Regions from separate parts of the Mus musculus genome. Here region 1 is linked to region 2. The links are chromatin contacts, called in public HiChIP or PLAC-seq maps. All regions are on one chromosome and are shown on one strand. The core of a region is the stretch at or near the end of the contact, and the rest is flanking DNA. Distances in the headings are between cores, read along the strand shown.

Region 1 (3,645 bases), core at 529-3,028, 160 kb before region 2:
AATTCTACTCCAGCTGAGCCTCTCCCAGTGAGCCAGTGGGGACCATTTTCATTCATTCAGACCATCCCAGACAGCAAGTAACTGCTGCCTTCCTTAGCACAGCGAGGTCCTATAGGAATCTCTCCTTCCTTTTACTCTGACCTGTGGCTACGCAGTTAGATTTTTGGTTTGCACCCGTCTCCTCTCTCAAACATCTTCTGTATTGGCTTTCTCCTGCCCACCCCTTTTCCTGCATTTTAGTTTGGCTCTGCGTTCTGTTTTTTAAGGAAGGGTTAATATGGCTCCAGCTGGTCTTTAGTTTGCTGTGTCGCAAAGGCTAGTCTTTAATTCTTGATCCTCCTGGGTCTTCCTTCCTGAGTGCTGGGATTAAAGATGCCTGCTCTCAAGCCTGGCTCCATTTCTGCTTTACAGTTTGTACTTGCCGGAATGTCTTATAACTAAAGCCACGCACTGTGAGTCTGTCGCCCATACCTGCCCTCTCTCACGTAGTGTATATTAAATGCTGAGAGTTGAGCTGGAGAATGGCTAAGCAGGAAAGGTGTTAGCTATGACATGACCTGAGTTTGATTACGGTGCTTGTCCCATGACGTGCACACACACACCACTTCATGTGTGCCCATGCACATGTGTAGACACATAATTAATTTTAAAAATTAAACAGTTACACTCAAATTTCACCTTACTTTCCTTTCATTTAAACTTTTTAAGAAGTGTGCATATTCTCACTAAACCCTCCTGCTAGTTTCTGAAGTTATGAGGATAACCCATAATGTTTAGTTTTTCCATTTAGTATGAATTTTCTTTTTTTTCATTATAAAGTTATTGAACAGTGTGGTCATCAAAATTTCAGAGCACCTACTGGGATCCTTCACCACACAGGGAACAAACATTGAGTTTCCTGCTTTGTGTGTGAGGCTAGAGTCAGAAGAACTGCTGTCACTGTGAACTGGGGTCATCCTCACGTGAAGGAGTCGGACAACAGATGATGCTACCCGTAACCAGCTGAAGCAGTGAGAGAAGTGAGCGCTGGGTTAGCGTCTCGGCTGAGCGCTCAGCCAGTCCTGGTATACCGTCACGAGCAGTGGCTCGGCCCTGGCATCAGCACTGAGAGCTTAAACAGCCTACAGGGCTTCATCTGAGGACTGCTTGGTTTTTCTCTAAGAAAGAATAACAACCAGGTGTCGAAATGCTAGGCATGATTATGCTTTGTCTCTCATCCCAAACGGTTTGAAACAGTAATGTCCAATTCAAACCAGAGTCAGATCCTAGCCACTTACCGACCGAATGTCCTGTGGATTTTATACCTTCATTTGAAAAAATGAGACTCATCTACCCTAATGGGAGCTCCGGGAGGTAGGAGGCAGTGAGCTGGACAGAGAGCAGCCGTGTGTAAACACAACCGACGGCAAAACTGGGGAATGTGGCCACAGAAAGGAATTGGAAGCTTTGAGTCACTTTCTGTTTGAGACTTCTGTGAATGCTGTGTTTGGTTTGATCACATGTTCCATTTGACTAAGCAGCACTGAAGTTTATTCATAGTGAGGCTGGTAAAATATATAAATAACCCAGTTCCAAGAAAATGTCACATTTTACCTCTGTCGTTTTTTCTGTTTGAGAAGTGGAGGGTTTTCAAATACATTTATGTTTTTCTAAAGTAGAGGGGAAAGCTAAGAAGGTTTTTGACGTCAGTTTTAAAGAACAAGGCATCGTGGTACACATCTGTAATCGTGTCTCTCAGGAGACTAAGGAGGACTGCAGGGTCAGGGCAGCCGTGCACAGTCAGGCCTGTCAACAGCAAGGACAACAGAACAGCAAGGACGTTACACAGTGAGGGAGAGGTCGAGAAGAAACCTAGGGCACTAAGGATTGCTGCAGAGATCTCTGCAGTTTTCTATCAGGGTATTATATAAATCATTATTTTGTTAGACATGCATCAGAGGCATGAGACGATAGAGCAGTGAACTAAGCCCTTACCCTCTAAGCATGAGGACTGGTGTTCCGATCCCCAGTGGTGTGGTGGCCTGCCCACAGCCCCACTTCACAGGAGGTGAACGCCGGAGCAGGCTGCCTAGTCAGGCTAGCAGAGACCAAGAGCTGTGACCTGGCAAGAGATTCTGCCTCCATATATATACATGGAGAGCAATCGAGGAAGACACTTGAAGTCACCTCAGGACTCAACATGCACACATGCACCTTTACACACACACACACACACACACACACACACACACACTGCCTGTGCGAAGCCAGAGGACAACTTACTAGAGTATCCTCCAGTGCCCAGCCGTGCCACCTGCACTCCTCAGGTGCCTGCTGGCCCTTGTCATCTGCAGCTGCTTCCTGTAGCTGCTGGTCACCCTTGGGGCAGGTTGACCCTTGGCTACCTGACTTGACTGGACTTGGGATAGCTCAGTCTGCAACATTCTCAAGCTGGTTCTGGCTACAGTTCCTAAGGCTTGGAGAGCGAGAGACTGGCCAGCTCTCCTCTTGAGTGCTAACCCATTGTGCTAATCTCGTCCCCTTTATTTATGGTGCTTTCTGACTTTGTTTGAAGTTGTCCGTTCTCTTATCCTGACTTTTCTCATTCACTGTATTACATGGAGGCTGCTTCTTGTCCACCATCCTTGCCCAGGTCTCTTCACCGTAAAGCCTCTGCCCCATAATGGGAGTGGTCGTGGAGTTTCAGTGCAAAGAGGGAAAACACCATGCCTGTAAATAATTATGAAAGCACAGTGCTTCAGTGTATCATAGATTAATAAATGAAATTGTGAATGTGGGGCCACAGATAGAATGGCACACCTTGCATGACCTGGGCAAACACACCACTATTGGGTTGTCTGTACCATTAGCCCTCACATAGTAATTTTGGGTTTGGAGTGTTGGCCAGTGAACCCAAGACCTTGCTTGCTGGGTAAGTGCTTTACTTACGAAGCGACATCACTGGCTCTTGCTATTGGATGCATTTCTGTTTGTTTTAGACAAAGTCTTGCTATGTAGCCAGGCTGGCCTTGAAATTGAATTGTAATTCACTTAGATCAGCCTCTGGGTGGGGGGTGGGGACGTTATATAAATTCCAGTAGGATCCAAACTAACAATTTTAAAAAGATATTGGTATTTTGTTTTGGAAAAAAATGTTTATGGTTATATTTTACCTGTATGTATGCATGTATGTATGTGTACTATGTGTTGTGTCTGTGTGTGTGTGTGTGTGAGTGTGTGTGTGTGTGTGTGTGTGAGTGTGTGTGTGTGTGTGTGTGTGTGTGTGTGTGTGTGTGTAGGCTAGAAGAGCGTGCCAGATCCCCTTTAACTGGAGTTGCAGATGGATGTGAGCTGCTTGCCGAGCGGATGCTGGGGACCTGTCTTGGTCCTCTAGACTAGCCAGTGCTCTCTGCTCTCAACCACTGATGGTAGTTTTGTTCCTGGAAATGATGTTGTTGAATAAAAAGTCTATCAGGAATGAATGTTTATAAATGAAAATGCTGCGGTTATTTTTTGCTCAGAGTTTTGGTTGCAGTTGTTTGGGGTTTGGCTTTAAAATCTGCCCTGTTCTTAGGAGCTCTGCCAGTGCCGGCCTGGAGAAGGGAACTGCCCCTGCTGTAAGGAGTGCATGCTGTGCCTCGGGGCCCTGTGGGACGAGTGCTGCGA
Region 2 (4,098 bases), core at 425-2,924:
TGCCATCTCTGGATCCTGGGTGCTTTTGAGAGAGCAGGCTGAGTGAGCCAGGAGGAACAAACAACTAAGCAGCGCCCTCCATGGCCTCTGCATCAGCTTCCAGTTCCAGATTCCGGCCCTCATGATGAAGATGATGAACTGCAATAAGGAAGAATACGAGCCACAAACCTCTTCTCAAGTTGCCTTTGGCCATGTTGTTACATCATATCAACAGAAGTGCTGACTAAGGCACTTTCTCAAGGCAACACCTCCCATTGCTCAGAACAGGAATTTAAGTGGAGTAAAGAAAATCCTATCAGACAATGCTACTGACTATCTGCATAGCATTTGTAAGAGCAATTTTCGCGAAGGCATCTCTGGATTACCGGAACAGGTATGAAATCACACTCCCCAGTCCAGGCAGGCTCTCTCCCCTCACCAGACAGCTCTTGTATCACAGCAACCAGCTCAACTCTGCATATTTCTTGGTTTCAGATCTCCCATGAACTACACTTAATAACATTTTGTGCACACTTTATTCCTAAAATGCATTTTCCACCAGTCACTCTATCTGCAAACATTAACACGAGTAGAAAGCATTTCTACTTAAGTGTAATTCACAACTTCTTCCCATATAAAGTTAGCTAAGTCATAGTCTTTTCTGTCTCCAACCACCATTATTTTCTGAAGCTTAGAAAAACACAAAACACACTCAAAATGAAAGATATCTTTCTAAATAACTCATTTCCTTCACCACATGGAAACAATGTCCACAAGCTGACTGGGTTTTGTTTTTTGTTTTTTAATGTACAAAAAGAGTCAACTCTTTAAAAACTTTAATATCTCAACGGAAACCTGCAATTTTAGCATTTAAGTACCAGAATGAGCTTTGAACACTCCCAATTTTAAAAAGCTGCTCTCTGAACCTAGTCACTGCATCCTGCCAAGGTCACACCTACTAACCTCCCCGAAAATCGGAAATCAAATGTGTGAGTGAGTGGTGGTGGTGGGGACCCGAAACGGCTCAGAGGTCAAGTACAACACAGGTATGTAACCAGCACACACTAGGGCGAGGGAACCCCCGAGGGCGGGCCGAGCACCGCACGCCGCACAGCCCCCCGAGCCTTGCGGAAACACCTCCCGGCACCCGCCGCCTCCTTCATCGGGGCGAGGGTGCGGAAGACACTCAGGAAAAACACACCCATGTCCCCTCTCCGGCCTCCGCCCCACGGGCTTCTGCTTCCCCAACAGCCGCCCCGCGGCCCGAGCCTGCGGGCGGCGGCCGAGGTCCGACCACGCGGGTGCTCCCCAGCGCGGCGGGGTCCCGAGTCCGCCCGCTCGCCCGCCGCCCTCCGGGGCTGCCAGGCCACCCGCCACTCACGTCCGTCCGCGTCCTCCGGCAGGTCCTCCTGGAGCAGGGAGAGGTCTGCGCCGGGGGAGAGAAGAAAGGCCGGGTCAGCGTCCCGGGCCGGCGCCGCGCCCCAGCCGCCCGCCGCCCGCCCGGCGGCGCCTCCCCGCGCCGGCCTCTCCCGGGCACTGCCGAGCGCGGGGAGCCGCCGCCGTCGCCGCCGCCGCCGCCCGGGGAACTGGGGCCACGTACCCGCCATCTTGTGCTCGCCCCCGCCTCCTCGTCTCCCGGGATCCCGCTCCGCGAGCCGCTCAAGTAGAGAGCCGGTGGGCGCGCGCGGGCCGGCGGGGGCGCGCGCGGGGCGGGCCGAGGCCCGGGCCTGCGGCGGCGGCTCCCGTACGCCCGCCCGCCCGCGCGCCGCCCGCCGCCCGCTGCCCGCCGCCCGCCTCCCGCGCCCGGCCGGCCCGGCCCCGAGGCGCGCTCCCACCCGTGGCTAGAGGCGCCCTGGCGCCGAGCGTGCGGAGCGCGGCACGAGCTGCCCGCCGGGGGACCTGCGGCGTGTGCCCGAGCCGGGCGGGCGGGGTCCCCGCGGCCCGCAGCTCTGTTGGGTCACCGGCCTCGCCCACCGCTGGCCGCCGCCCGCTCCGCCGCGCGCCGCTCGTCGCCCGCGCCCCTCCCAGACCTGCTCGTGCGTCGCCGGCGGTCCGCGGCCGAGCCTCCCGCCTCCGAGTGGAGGAAGCGCCGCCTCCGCCCGCGCGCCCAGGCCTCGCGAGTGACTGAACAAAGCCCAGGCCCCGGGCCGGACGACGGTTTGAATGACAAAAGTTCCGCCGGCCCAGCCGGCCTGCCTTCCCGTGCGGCGCGGCACGTTAAAGCCCCGGCACCGGCTTCCGAGCCCGCGCGCTCCCCTGGCGCCCGCCCGAGCTGACCCTGAGCGGCCCGGGCGCGCGGGCCAGGCCGAGTCCAGTCACTCCGCGGTTCTTAGCCTTGTGACCGCAGGGAGGATCGCCGAGGATACCTGCCCCCTCCGCCTCTCCGGGGAATGGCAGACTGTCAGGAATCCAGCACCGTGCTTGCTACCTCGGGAGTCCGGTCGCCGGGTGCCTGGGATTGGCAGCGCTTTTCTCGAGTGAACTATCACACATCTTACTGGTCCCTTTGTTTGAAGAGAGTTAAACGGTTCTTGTAGGTTCCCCAGGCAAAGTAGGGCAAAATCCAGATTTTTCTGACTCCAGTTCGCCGTCCCATTTCTGTGAGTCTTAGGTCTAAATCCAACATCAGTGAGGTCTCCAGAATGGTCGCCCGTAAAATGAGTCTCATACATGATGCCCGTTTTTGAGTCTGATATGAAAAAAGGAGGATTTTAAAGGTTCAGCTTGTTCCTTTCTGCACCATAGTCCTAATTCAAGGCAACATATTGGCATTTTAAAACACGGGGAATCAGAACAAGTTGTAGGTGGTCTTTGGCTACTTTGTGTGTTCTTTCTTCCACCCCTCTTCTTTCACCCTTTCAACTCCCTAATACTAAAAAAGGGTAGGGGTGGAAGGGGCCATCATTATATATTGGACTACTTCCTGCTGATGAGGGTTGATGAGCTTCTTGGAGCAAGCTTGATCTTCGTAGTCAGGTATATCTAATTTCTTCTTCCTGTTTCTTTACTCACAACTACTTAACAAACAGCAACCAATCTCTCCCGCCCTAGTATTTACATACCCTCTGGAAAGTCTCCGGAATCCCAAATGGCAGAAACTATTTGTAGCTGGCAAATTCACACCCCTGCTAGAGCATGAGGCAACTCACTGTCAGCTTCTGTGGACAATATGAAGCAGCCCCATATCTCACACCTGGGATTAGAACAAAAACAAATTCCCATAAAAATTTTCTGTGTTTTTCAACAAAACCAAATTCTCACTACACTCAGTCATCAGATCCTCTTAAGCACAAGTAATCGCATCTGCTCAGGGAAATGAGTTAGCCACCGTTTCCCCAACATCTCTCCCTGTTGCATATTACTTAACATAAAACACAGATTGTATAATATAAATTGAAATTCTAAGAGATTAAAACAATCAAATAGATCCTATAGCTCCAAAACCTGTCTAATTTCTCAAATACACGATAATTAAATACCAAACTTCCACATGCATTTTTCTTTGAAGAATTTTTTTTTTTTTTTTAAAGACAGCCTCTTGCTGGTCTGAAAGTCACTAAATCTAGCTTGCTAGAAAGCCCCAGGAGCCCACGTAGTGGTAGTGCACTCAATCCCCAGTACTCAGGAGGCAGGTGGATCTCTGAGTTTGAGGCCAGTGTGGTCTGCAAAGCAAATTCCAGGACAGCCAAAGCTACACAAAATCTAGAAAAGCAAAAAAACAAAAAACAACAAAGTAACAAGGACTTGCCCCCTGACCACTAGGATTGTACACAAATTTGGGGGATTAAATTTATGACCTCATAAGGCAAGGCAAACACATCAACTGAGCTGTCTCCTCAGACCCTGATTTCTTTCTGGGCCTGTTTTTTTTTTTTTTTTTTGGCAGGGACTCAACATATTGCTTTGGCTGGCCTCAAGCTCAGGGTTGGCCTTCCTCTGTCTCAAAGTACTTGGGATTAAAGGCACATGTCACCATGCCTGGCTCTTCTTTTTAAAAGTCTTATTAGTGTATATTCATTATAAAAATTGGTATGGCATTTTCATAAATATGTATGATATACTTTGCTCCTGTCGTCGTATTAACTGTTTTATTTAATCTGAAGGTGAGAAGTGCGTGAT

What was found. HiChIP or PLAC-seq counts read pairs in DNA pulled down with a chosen protein or histone mark.
Region 1: a contact with region 2 is called in a FOXA1 HiChIP or PLAC-seq map of pancreatic cancer cells. The contact joins the enhancer-like site here to the promoter of Ppp4r1 in region 2. A contact is called at or near these places in 2 of 39 promoter capture datasets (the C10 cell line and pre-B cells), 4 of 484 Hi-C or Micro-C datasets (B cells, centroblasts, liver and 1 more), 2 of 115 datasets of contacts at active chromatin or transcription factors (the 230-238 cell line and pancreatic cancer cells) and 3 of 9 other capture datasets (adipose tissue, liver and pancreatic islet).

What each region holds. Positions count from the first base shown.
Region 1 is chr17:65,937,809-65,941,453 of GRCm38.p6, reverse strand. It overlaps Twsg1 (twisted gastrulation BMP signaling modulator 1), which reads left to right. Exons shown (of 5, transcript NM_023053.3): 3 at 3,554-3,645. Among named protein-coding and RNA genes, the nearest start is that of Twsg1, 12 kb to the left of the region's middle. Within about 2 kb of position 1,778, at least 131 of the 459 cell types and tissues checked have an H3K27ac peak or open chromatin away from gene starts, as enhancers often do. A contact at or near this core is called in the 230-238 cell line, B cells, adipose tissue and 4 more, where this site is marked.
Region 2 is chr17:65,780,931-65,785,028 of GRCm38.p6, reverse strand. Ppp4r1 (protein phosphatase 4, regulatory subunit 1) reads right to left here and starts at 1,674. Exons shown (of 20, transcript NM_001114131.1): 1 at 1,580-1,674; 2 at 1,361-1,405. The coding sequence starts at 1,586.